Linked DNA regions of Mus musculus: regions 1 and 3 are each linked to region 2. A link is a contact called in public HiCAR-type and promoter capture Hi-C data. All regions are on one chromosome and are shown on one strand. Each heading gives the region's core, a stretch centred on a gene start, on an enhancer-like site or on the middle of the called end of the contact. The rest is flanking DNA. Distances are from core to core; before and after follow the strand shown. Region 1 overlaps Dgkd (diacylglycerol kinase, delta). Region 2 holds the start of Gigyf2 (GRB10 interacting GYF protein 2). Region 3 holds the start of Dgkd (diacylglycerol kinase, delta).

What was found. Promoter capture Hi-C pulls out the DNA fragments that hold promoters and counts their contacts. HiCAR-type assays count read pairs that join an accessible place to other places.
Region 1: a HiCAR-type map of astrocytes shows a contact between it and region 2, with 4 times the contacts expected there. The contact joins the enhancer-like site here to the promoter of Gigyf2 in region 2. A contact is called at or near these places in 2 of 39 promoter capture datasets (hippocampal neurons and liver) and 3 of 115 datasets of contacts at active chromatin or transcription factors (astrocytes, extraembryonic endoderm stem cells and microglia).
Region 3: a contact with region 2 is called in a promoter capture Hi-C map of liver, with 7 times the contacts expected there. The contact joins the promoter of Dgkd here to the promoter of Gigyf2 in region 2. A contact is called at or near these places in 4 of 39 promoter capture datasets (hippocampal neurons, liver and pre-B cells), 2 of 484 Hi-C or Micro-C datasets (LSK cells and embryonic stem cells), 9 of 115 datasets of contacts at active chromatin or transcription factors (the SCID.adh cell line, astrocytes, epiblast stem cells and 6 more) and 2 of 9 other capture datasets (adipose tissue and liver).

What each region holds. Positions count from the first base shown.
Region 1 is chr1:87,878,597-87,882,279 of GRCm38.p6, forward strand. It overlaps Dgkd (diacylglycerol kinase, delta), which reads left to right. Exons shown (of 30, transcript NM_177646.3): 2 at 1,772-1,882; 3 at 3,263-3,343. Among named protein-coding and RNA genes, the nearest start is that of Gm19582, 26 kb to the left of the region's middle. Within about 2 kb of position 1,330, at least 145 of the 459 cell types and tissues checked have an H3K27ac peak or open chromatin away from gene starts, as enhancers often do. A contact at or near this core is called in astrocytes, liver and microglia, where this site is marked.
Region 2 is chr1:87,325,366-87,329,024 of GRCm38.p6, forward strand. Gigyf2 (GRB10 interacting GYF protein 2) reads left to right here and starts at 1,633. Exons shown (of 29, transcript NM_146112.4): 1 at 1,633-1,727.
Region 3 is chr1:87,851,047-87,854,819 of GRCm38.p6, forward strand. It overlaps Dgkd (diacylglycerol kinase, delta), which reads left to right and starts at 2,241. Exons shown (of 30, transcript NM_177646.3): 1 at 2,241-2,410. The coding sequence starts at 2,255. Gm19582 (predicted gene, 19582) reads right to left here and starts at 3,253. Exons shown (of 2, transcript NR_136921.1): 1 at 2,925-3,253; 2 at 2,301-2,812.

The DNA.
Region 1 (3,683 bases), core at 80-2,579, 550 kb after region 2:
TCTAGCTCCTCCATACTGCAGATTGGATTGTGTCCTGGCCTTAGGTCCTTGTTTTGCTGTAGTGGCAGTAGCTGGATGTGCTTCTTCCTTGGTTTGTGGCATCATGCTATGTTTCCCTTGATATTTTTTAACTGCCTGGAAATAGGCTAAGTGGTGCTTTCAGAAGTAAGAGGTGAAGGTAAATTCTCAAGAGGGCAGCTGGTATAGTACCAGGTAGGATCCACAGAGTACATTCTAGTGAGCCTGTGAATAAATGTGAGCACGTGCACCCCGCCTGGCTGGTTAGAAGGTGCCTAAGGAAGATGCCTTGTGTCAGAAGGAGGAGAGGAAATCTCAGGCACCATATAATGGCCTGTGCTCTGCTGGTCTGTGGACCCCAAACCTGGTTTTGTGTGTTTAAGGAGTGAAGGAGCTGGGGTTTGGTTTAATATTTTTCTCTCTCTCTATCTTTCTTCCCTGAGATACAGGATGGTGGAAACTTAGTTATACAGTGTGCTGTCTTTTTATTTTGGCACGATTGGATGACCCAAGGTTTCTGTGTCTTGTTTACTCTGGTTTTATGTTAGGAAGTTTAAAGTATCCTTAAATGCCAGGTGGTGGTGGTGGTGCATGCTTTTAATCCCAGCACTTGGGAGGCAGAGACAGGTGGATTTTATGAGTTTCAGGGCAGTCTAGTGTACAGAGCAAGTTCCAAGACAGCCAGGGCTACACAGAAACCCTGTCCCGAAAAACCAAGAAAACCCCTGCCTCGAAAAACTTAAAAAAAAAATTCAGATGTCTAGGTGCTTCATACATACACTATTTCAAAAGTTGTTTACAGGGCAAAGCTGTATAACTGTAGTATAAGGAAAGTGCTGAATATGGAGTTGAGTTCTTATTCTTCTGGACATTATTTATTGTTGTTATTTTTTTTTTTTTTTCTTTGCAGTGCTGGGGATGGAACCCTGGGCCTTGAGTGTGCTAGACAAACATTCTATACTGAGCTATACCAGGCCTGTTATTAGTGTTGACTGCATTGCTGACTCTGAGTGGTTCAGGGCATCTTGCCATTCCTTGAGTGTTTGATTTTCATGTAGTAAGTTAGGATCAGTGTTCACTGGGAGCCAAGTACATGGGACCATGCTCTGACTTGCTGTTATCTGAGCAGGGGAAGTTCTCTAGGGAGAAGGGAATATTTCCTGTAGTATAATGGGCTTGTCAGTATCATGGGGGTGGGGGAGTGGGGAATAGAGAGGACAGAGATGAGTGTCAGATGCCTATGTTGACCTCAGAACCATGCACAGGGCTGAGTAGAACACAGGCCTAGAGCCACACTGAAACTCAGAGCAGTGAACGTGAACAGTTTTGGCAACAAGATCCTGAGAAATGGCAGGAGGCCAGAGAACACGAAGGCAGGGCCAAGAATAGCTGAAAATTACCAAATGCTGAAGCTGGAGAATGCACTGGTCTTTGTTGTCCCCCAGCTGCTACTTCCTGGAGTCCCTCGAACCTCAGTTTCTCCTTTGCTAATCTGTTGGGCATAGTTAGGAAACACCTTGAGTCTCTAAGGCCTGTTCTGTTAGAGAAATGGTATACCCCTTGCTTCTCCCTTGGCAGCACAGTGCTTATATGGCCAGTGTTGAGGTCAAGGTCTGTGAGAGAACAAGAACTGTTCTTCTGGTAGGCTGCTTGGCCCCTTAGGGGCACAACCTTGTTCATCAGTCACAACAGGCTGTTTCAGGGCAATGGGCACCTCAGAAATGCAGCTCACAGTGTGCTTTTGTGCTTTCAGACCATCCTCAAAGAAGGCATGCTGACCAAACAGAACAACTCGTTCCAGCGATCCAAGAGGAGGTACTTTAAGCTTCGAGGGCGAACACTTTACTATGCTAAAACTGCAAAGGTGAGGCACTGTTAGAGGACCTCCTCAGGAGCCTCATTAGGAGCTCAGTACTCATGCACAGGATAAATACTTGCATACCAGTTATTTCCTGGTAGGGTTGTTTGTTGTTTGTTCGTCTGTTCGTTTTGGTCATGTTGGAATTGAACACAGAGCCTTGGATGTGGTATTCACAGTCTACCACTGAACTATAGCCCCATCTCATCTGGCTTGTAATAAATAGTAGGTGTCAGATTTTATTTGTCACTAAGCATGCTTTATTTTTCATAAAAATTATTTCTGTTCCTTTCCCCTTTCTCTGAAAATGGAAAAATGGTCACATAACTAACTCTATTACAGTTAGCTTCCTTTCAGAAAGATGGGAACCACAGGCTCGTGAATCTTTTTTATGGGCTAAGAGCTACTCTGGTCATCGGGCATCTTAGTGTGTGAACAAAAATATGTAGGTCTTTATCTCTAGGCTTCCCAGCTGCTGGCCCTGGGTGGTGAGTTCCTGCCCTGTTAAGACTCAAAGCTGGACTCCTTAGGCAGGTGTCAGAGGAGCAGCTGGGATGTTGCTGTCAACTTCAAACCCCAGTGTGCAGGCTGGAAGGCCTAACATGGCTCAGTGTTGGTGGCAGTTCTAATACTCGGGCAAAAAGAAAAGTCTGGAATGATAAGCATCCCTAGAGAGTTAGTGTGCTGAAATGAGGAATGGAGCAAGGCAGCATGGCTAGAAGGGTTCTCACCACAGCCATGGCTATTTTAGTCCTATTGGTGGGGGTGGGGAAGGTTTTCTTAGTTGTTAGTCTTTCTTTCAGGGATTCCAGATAGAGTCATCTTAGAATAGAGGGCACAGTGAAATAAACTGGAGGTAGGGGCTGTGGCTTGGACGTTAGTGGGGAGAGGAATAGAGGCAGCCCCTAGAACTGGCTGGACTCTGCAGGACTGAATTCCTCATGCTCTATTCCTTGGCTTTCTTTATGGTGGTATGGGTTATTCTCATGGGGTCTGTCTCTTGTCCCTATAGTATTTGTTTTAGTTGGAACTTTTTTCCAATTATTTTGCTGGAGAAACCCAAACCAGAGGGATCCTCTAACTCTGGATCCTGACTGGCTGTCTCATACCTAATCTGGAAGCACAAGAAAGAAAGGTCAGCATTGGTATACATACCCACTAATGAACTCTGGAGTGAAAGCCACAGACTACCTGTGATCCATGCTCTTTGGGAGAGGCAGGCAGACAGGTGGTTGCATGAATTTCGCATGGTGTATTGATCAGATGTTGAGGTTTCAAGGAACCTGAGCTTGTAGGTGTGGGTAGGGAGAATCTGGGCAGCACCACCAGTGCTTGGATGTGCTTGCCCTGGCTTGCCTGAAATCCTCTGTTTGCATCTCTCTCCAGTCGATTATATTTGATGAGGTAGACCTGACTGATGCCAGCGTAGCAGAATCCAGCACCAAAAATGTCAACAACAGTTTTACGGTAAGATTCTAAGCCACACCCTTATCCTTCTCCAAGGCTGCATTTCTTTCTCGTTGGAATGTGGCATGAAGTACTTCAGAGTTTCTCATCCCCTTCATGATGAATTTCTGGTAAATGTTGGATTTCATGCTGAAAGCAGTACTGTGGCTGGAGAATAATCAGAACATGGTAATGTAAGCACAAAGCAAGAAGGTCCAAATGAAATGTTTTTAATGTTGCTGCTTATACATTAACATTTTTGTACAGAAGCTTGGTTGCTTCTTTCTTTCTCTTTCCCTCTTTCTTTCCCTCTCTTTCCCTCTTTCTTTCCCTCTTTCTTTCCCTCTCTTTCCCTCTCTTT
Region 2 (3,659 bases), core at 383-2,882:
GTGTCATCCATATTTTCCTTTTCCTTTGTTCTCTCCCCATGTATTAGCTACCTTTCCTGTTGCTGTAATAAAATACCCCAAAAGAATTTGCTTAAGAGGCAAAGGCCTTATTTTGGTTCACAATTCAAGAGTATGGTCCACCTTGGGAGTAGTCACATTGCTTCCAAGGTCAGGAAGTTGAGACTGATGGAACCTTTGAATGTTTCTGTGTAGCTTTTTCACTTAGGTCTTATACACTATAGAATTCTAGCTTATGGAATGGAATGGTATTTTCCACTTTACCTACTCTCGGGTTTCCCCACATCAAATAACATAATCTAGATAATCTCTCATAAATTTGCTCAGATATTTGTTTCCATGATGAATCCAAATCCCATCATGTTGACAGTCAAGATTAATGATCACAGTCAAGATTAATGATCATTCTCTGAATTTAATGCTCTTTTATACAGTCTCTCTTTGAAAGGGAATCAAGACTCAGGAAGGGAGGCAGAGGAGGAAGTTGGTATATATATATATATATATATATATATATGTATGTATGTATGTGTGTGTGTGTGTGTGTATTTTTTTTCCAAGTGTTGAATCCAGGGCTCCCAAACGACTAGGTTGGGAGTCTGCCACTGTGTTCTGAAACTTAAGTTTATGTTGATGGGAAGACCTATGATAAATGCTGGAGGATATTTTGCAGTGATTGTGTGAAACTGAGTGGATCCCAAACACCAAAGGTAGTAGAAAGGCAGGAAAAGACTAATGGTCCCAGAAAGACCCGGGTGACTTGAAATGGTAGATGTACCAGGTTTAGCAAATCAAAGTATATAGTATGTCCAGCTAAACATGAGTTTCAGAAAGACAGCAGATTAATTTCCTGTATTCTGTATTGCCGGGTTTACTATTCGTTATCTCGCAACCCTAAAATGGGAAGGCAGTATATATAAGGGGGTTGTAGGTCCACATGTAGTGGAAGGGTGTAGTAACTTTTTTTTAGTTTTTCGAGACACGGTTTCTCTGTATAGCCCTGGCTGTCCTGGAACTCTGTAGATCAGGCTGACCTTGAACTCAGAAATCGATCTGCCTCTGCCTCCCAAGTGCTGGGATTAAAGGTGTGAGCCACCACTGCCTGGCTAGGTGTAGGAACTTTTAAAACCTTCCCAGCTGTCACATTCCAGTACTCCAGGATGAATTTCCAGTTCTATAAGAAAGGAAACTGCTTTGAATTTCAGCTTTACCATTTGCCCCATGATGGACCAACTGGCAGGAAAATGCTAGACCAAATGCTGTGGAAAAGTTCTAGCTTGGAAAACCAGCTCATAAATGATGTGGAGATTTTTGTACTGCAACCGGGCACTGGATTGGGTGCATCGGACGGTGAGTCATAGGGCCTCTGGCCAGGCTCCAATTAGGGACACCAGTTCAACTCTAGGGCCATAGGAGATGCAGCCAAAGGCCCCACTGTGCGCCTGCGCTACTCAGGCTCCGTCCTCGCCCGGCCCTGCATCCGGGTCTCAGGGAGGGGCGTGTCCGAGGGGAGGGGCAGGCCGTCGAGGAAGGGAACGATGTCGTGGGAAGCTGGAGAGCAGGGAGGGAGTGAGGCGGGGATGTAGGCGGGGCGGGGGGCGGCGCGGCGCGCGGGGTCACGTGACGTGCGTGGCGACGTGTCGGCCATCTTGTGTTGTTGAGGCTGAGGATTGACTTGGGTTCTGAGAGACTCCTGTCCCGGACCGCAGGTAACCAGTGGCTCGGTGTGTGTCTCCCCTGCCCGCGGCCATCCCGCGCCCAGTCCCCGCCATAGCGCCCCGAGCTGCCGTGGCCCGGCGCCCACCGTCGCGTCCCCGCCGCTCCGGCCCGAGCCGGCCGCATGGACACACTCAGGCTGCCCGGCAGCGGCCACGGCCGCTGCCGGCTGGGGGCGTCAGACCTGGGGACAGGGCAGGTGCGAGGTCAGCAGGAGCCTCCTCCCGTGCGAGGGTCCCGGCAGTCCAGGGAGCGTCCCGGCCGAGGGCAGCCCCCTGCTTTCGCCCCCGTGGCATCGCGGGGGAAGCCGAGGAGAGGAGGCGGGAGGCGGGGTGGGCAGTGTCAGGCCGGAGGGTTCGCCTTCCGCTGCCCGCTCCTCGGGGCTGGTCGCCCGCACAGCCTCGGGGTACCCCGGCTAACAGCTGCTGCGAGCCGACAGCTGCTCCTGCCGGCGCTCCTGCCCGCACCTGCCCCAGGGAGGTGCGCCCTTGCCTTCTCCACCGAGCATCTGGACTGGGGAAGACTGCTTCTAGGGCTGGAGGACTGGTCTTGAGCAGGCCCCAGGCAAGGTGGAGTCATGATCTGATCCTGGGACTGAGAGGCTTGGGAAAGTAGAGCCCCGGGCAGCCCCGGGGACCCGAATGTTCATACCGGCTTGAAATGGGCAAGCAGTTTCCCACGAAGCACTCTTGAACACTTTGGTTTTGTAGCTGAAATATAAATCAAGCCAGCAAGTAAGGAAGGGTGTGAAAGGAGCTGATTGTGTGACCGCGTTTGGGAAGCAGTAACGTTGCTTTGCATTTATCTAGTACGGTCTCCCCTCACCTCCAGTTTTCTCGAAAGTCAAAGCACTTAAACACACCTAGTGGTTCTATTAGGAAGGTAAGTATTCCAACATAACTTAAGAAATGAAGGGACTCAATCAGTGATGGCTTCCCACCTAGTCCCATCTACCTTGAATTATAGGTAATTATGTTTCAGAGTGTTGTATACAGGGATTGTAGTCTTCCTTATGTAGTTACTCCTCTTTAGTAACAAATGACTTCCTAAATTACAAAAACTATTATCCTACTTTTTGTACATGAGTTTTCATCCTTTTTTGTGGCTCTGACTGGCAGAATTTTTCCTTTTGGTTAGAACATATACTTTGTCTTCATTTAATGATATTTCCCTAATGTAGCAGCTTTTAGATTGCCTAGACTGGGATATGTACTTCACTGTCACATAAGAAGACACTAGGAAAACATTTAGAAGTGACATATGTCTGGAAAAATACCAACGTTGAAGATGTTGGTGATTTGCTAGAAAGAAAAAGACCATACCTTTTTTGGTACTTGACAAAGGATTTAGAGTTTTGTGGCTGGGGAAGAAGAGATTATGTACTGTATGCTGCCATTCTTGTCTTTTCCTTTCTTTTCTGTTTGACTACAAGTACTACAGTATGTAGTGTGAATGCTGAGGGACAAACATTTCTGTTTGTGTTGCGCTCACTTCTGGACATCTAAATACTTAAGTAAAAATATACAAATACTTCTTGATGTGATGATTGGGCTGTGTCCCTTAAATTGATTGAAAGTTGAAGTATGTAAGCTGAAATTGCATTTAAAGCTATCAGTCTGCTGCCCATTAATAACAGCAAAGCCTCCTATAGAATCTTGATCATCTCCCGCTTGTATGGTTAGATTTTATGTGATTTTGTGACTCTCTGGTCCTAGCCAGCAATGCCAGGGAGTATTGTACTACATACATATTGTTAACTCAGGAAGAAATCATAATTAGAAATATGAAGAATGATTTCTACTGAGTCCATATTGTTTTTACCTCATAGTAGAGTGCAAACTCTTGTTAAGTTGAACATTTCTGTGTAGGGACCATCTGTTTATGTAGGAGTAACGGGAAAAAGAAAAAGAAGAGAGATAGGGGGA
Region 3 (3,773 bases), core at 991-3,490, 530 kb after region 2:
TCCTGGAGCTCACTCTGTAGACCAGTCTGCCCTTGAATGCAGAAATCCACCTGCCTCTGCCTCCCAAGTGCTGGGATTAAAGGCATGTGCCTGGCCAATACTTTTTACAATTGAAAATTTTACTTAGTGCGTGTGAATGGGCATGTGTGCTATGCACAAGTATGTGGTTCAGAGGACGATTTGTTTTTGCTTTGTTTTCATTTCCACCATATGTGTTGTAGGGATTGAGCCCAAGTCATGGGCCTTGAGAGTGAGCACCTTTCCTTGCTGAGCCTTCTCACCAGCCCCACAATTACCTTTTAAAAACCCACCCTACAGATACTGTCACATTCTGAGGGCCCAGAGGTCAAGACTTCAGTAATGATTCATGGGAAACTTCCTTCGGCCACATACACTCTGCCTCTCTGCCCATGCTCTACTTATGAACTTCCCCCAGGCCTTGACTTCCTGGGAGACCAACCCTGTAGTACCCAGACAGAGGAAATCAGTTGGTCTGAGTTCACATCCTGCCTCCCTAGCATCCTTAGGGGAGTGATACCTGAGACTTCCATGGCAGGGGCTCCGTTTCCTTTTGGTTCGTGGGGTATGGCTGAGGGCTGTGTGTTTCATCCTGCATGCACAGGAGCTCAGTATGGGCAGTTGTCACTATCAAGTGCTATAGAATCTGTCTGTGTTAGAAGTACATACACTATGGTAGCTGCCAAGCCATATGAGGCCATTCAGTGCTGCAAATGTTGACTAGTGTCACTGAGGAACTGAAATTTTGTTGTTTTTGTTTTCTTTGAGACAGGGTCTCCTCTGTGTAGCCCTGGCTGTCCTGGAACTGAGTCTGTAGATCAGGCTGGCCTTGAACTCAGAGATCTGCTGGCTTTGGCTCCTGAGTGCTGGGATTAAAGGCGTGCACCACCACTGCCCAGCTTGGTTCTTTTTCTTTTTCTTTTTCTCTTTTCTTTTCTTAAATGTCATTCTTTAGCCTAGGCTGGTACTAGTTAATAGGAATTTAAATATAAGTACTTGTATGTAGCCAGTGGCTACAGCATAGGTGGAGTGTGTCCTGGTTCATCCAGGCATCTCAGATCTTTTTCACAAAAGTCATCCTCTGTACTGGTTGGGAGGTCAGTATCCTGGCCTCATCTTTGTGCCAGATTAGGAACCTCCTGTGGTTCCTGGTGGTATCTGACTTGTATTGCCACTAGAATGAGTTGTCCAGTTGTCCAGAGGCCCAAAGCTTGCTGATTGGTGGGTCTCCAGCAGCAGCCTCTGAAAGGGTGAAGGGATAGCCAAGGTGGTCCTCTGCTGACTTGCCTCTTAGAGCAGAGCAGAGCAGGAAGGTAGCACATTGTCCTGGTTGGCCCCAAGTCCTTTTCCATCTCAATATGCCCAAACAAAACAAAACAACAAAAAAACAAAACTCCAAACGGAAGCCACTCCTTTTCTAACTGCATAGGGTCCTCCTTTGGCTCAGAGTTCATTCTGCTATGTCTCTCTAGTACCCCATCCCTCCCTTCTGAATCTCAGTTCCCTTCTCTATCTCTCAGCCCCAGCCAGTAATTCAGAGTGCCTATTTGCCTTAATACTTCATAGATCCTCCGCTTTGTGACCCAGCCAGGCTCAGCTTATCTACCTCTTTACTCCCCCAACTCCAACCGGGTTTCTTGCTGCCCTCAGGTCTCAGCAGAAAAGGCCAATCCCGTATCTGGTCCTCAGAGCCTCGATCCCAAAGCTCTCCAGTTCCTGTCCTAGTCCCATTTTCCTCCCTCTAAGCCCCTCTAAATCCCTTCCTTCCTTTCTTTTTTCTTTTTGCCTCTGGGCCTTTGCACAGATCTAGCCTCTGCCTACAACACGGTTCCCCGGTTCTCCATCTTTCCTTAACAGTGGCCTTAACAGAAGTTCTCCCTCTGGGTGTACTTTCACGCACTCTGTAAACTGTTTCACCAACATAGTCCAGCGGCCTCCTAGAGATCACTTACACTCGGGTATGAGTGATAAAACAGTGTACTCAGAGACAAAAACTAGAAATTGTGTTCCAAGAAGAAAACGACAGAAGACATCAGAAGGAAAGAGATGGGTCAGGCCGAAACAACCCAGCAAGGGCCCGGCAAGCCTACGTCTGCGCCCACTGCCTATGGGGGCGCGGTGGGGTGGGGCGGCCGGCCTCTAGGCCCCGCCCCGCCCAGGCTCCGCCCCAGGCGCTGGGCCCATCCCATCCCCGCCCCGCCCCGCCCCCCCGCGGCGCGCGCGCTGGCCGGGCAGCATGGCGGCGGCGGCGGGCGCCCCTCCGCCGGGTCCTCCTCAGCCACCTCCGCCGCCGCCGCCTGAGGAGTCGTCCGACAGTGAACCCGAGGCTGAGCCGGGCTCCCCGCAGAAGCTTATCCGTAAGGTGTCCACGTCGGGCCAGATCCGGCAGAAGGTGAGCCCGCGGCGTCGGCCGGGCGCGCGCCCCTCACGCCGCGGTCCCTGCCGAGGCCCGTGACCGTGTGCGAGCGGCCGCCCAGGCCCTGCCGGGCCCGAGGTCCTGCGGTCGCTGCTACGGGGCCGAGCGCGCCGCGGCTTAACGGACCGCGGGGACCGGGCCGCGAGGACGGGGCCGCGGGGACCGGTCTGCGGGGACTGGGCGCAGGTGGGCGCCGCCGCTGAGGAGACCGAGGCCCGGCGTGCTGCTGGGGCCGCTGCGGGGACCGCTGCGGGGGCCGCAGGCGCGTGCTCCCCGAGGCCTGGGGGGTCTGTAGGTCTGAGCACCGGGTGCAGCTTCCCGTACTCACCTGCGTCAGGCTCTCCCTCCACTGCTCAGCCCGCTGCGGGGTCCTCACCCCTATGTTCCGAAAGGGAAGGGATGCGCGTGTAGTGGCCGCTTCTCCCTCTCTCCCTCCCTCTCTTCCTCCCTTTCACCCTCCTCCCTCCTTGGGAAAGCCGGGACTCCTCACCCGCTGGGCTCAGAACTCTCTCCGTGGAGAACTCCAGCCGCTCGGGTTGCAGTGCAGAGAGACACATGCCTTTTTGTTGTCTTTCCCTAAGAATAAAGTTGCACCCTTTGCTTTTCCTTTCTGGTTCCTCTTGAAAACTGCGTATGGTTTCTTGCCGAGGTGAGCCCTCCTTGTTGGAAGGGCTTCCTCAGGCAGGTGGCTGGACAGGTGGTGGCTAGCAGGTTGCCACCGTGGGGCAGCCTTGGCAGTTCCGGCTGGCACGGGCTTGCTCATCCTGCTGCAGTGCGCTTTTCCTCCGAGGCCAGTTAGTTACCCTTTACTGGAAAAACCATTTCTTGCTTGATCATCTGCCACCCTCTGTTACTTGCCGGGGTTGGGGATTGGGGTGCCATTTAGGTGCTGACGTGGTCCATTTGTTATGTGGTACCCAAGTCATTCAGCACACGGGACCTAACACCTGTGTTATTCTAGCTATAACAATTACAGCCCCAGGAACAAGTTTAAGGAGCCTTGATACTAATGGAAATGCCCTTTCCTAGTGCTTGGTCCTTAAGATAGGTAGTGGTGTGAGGCAGATCAGACTCTCTGACTGAGGGGAATGGTGAGTGAAGGCCAGGATCGCGGTGGGGACGGTGGACTCCTCCGAAATTGCATTGAGTCCAGAGTTTTATTGGTCAGGAGGTGTCTCCCTGCCTTTCCTCTGGACAAAAACAATAGCTGCTATACCAGCTGTTCTGGTTGTTGTTGTTGGTAGGAGTGACAGTTGTGGTGTTAAAAATACACCCGAGGACTTGTGTTCTGAATACATTCACATCTGCTGTACAGATAGCTCAAGGCTGATTTTTCTTC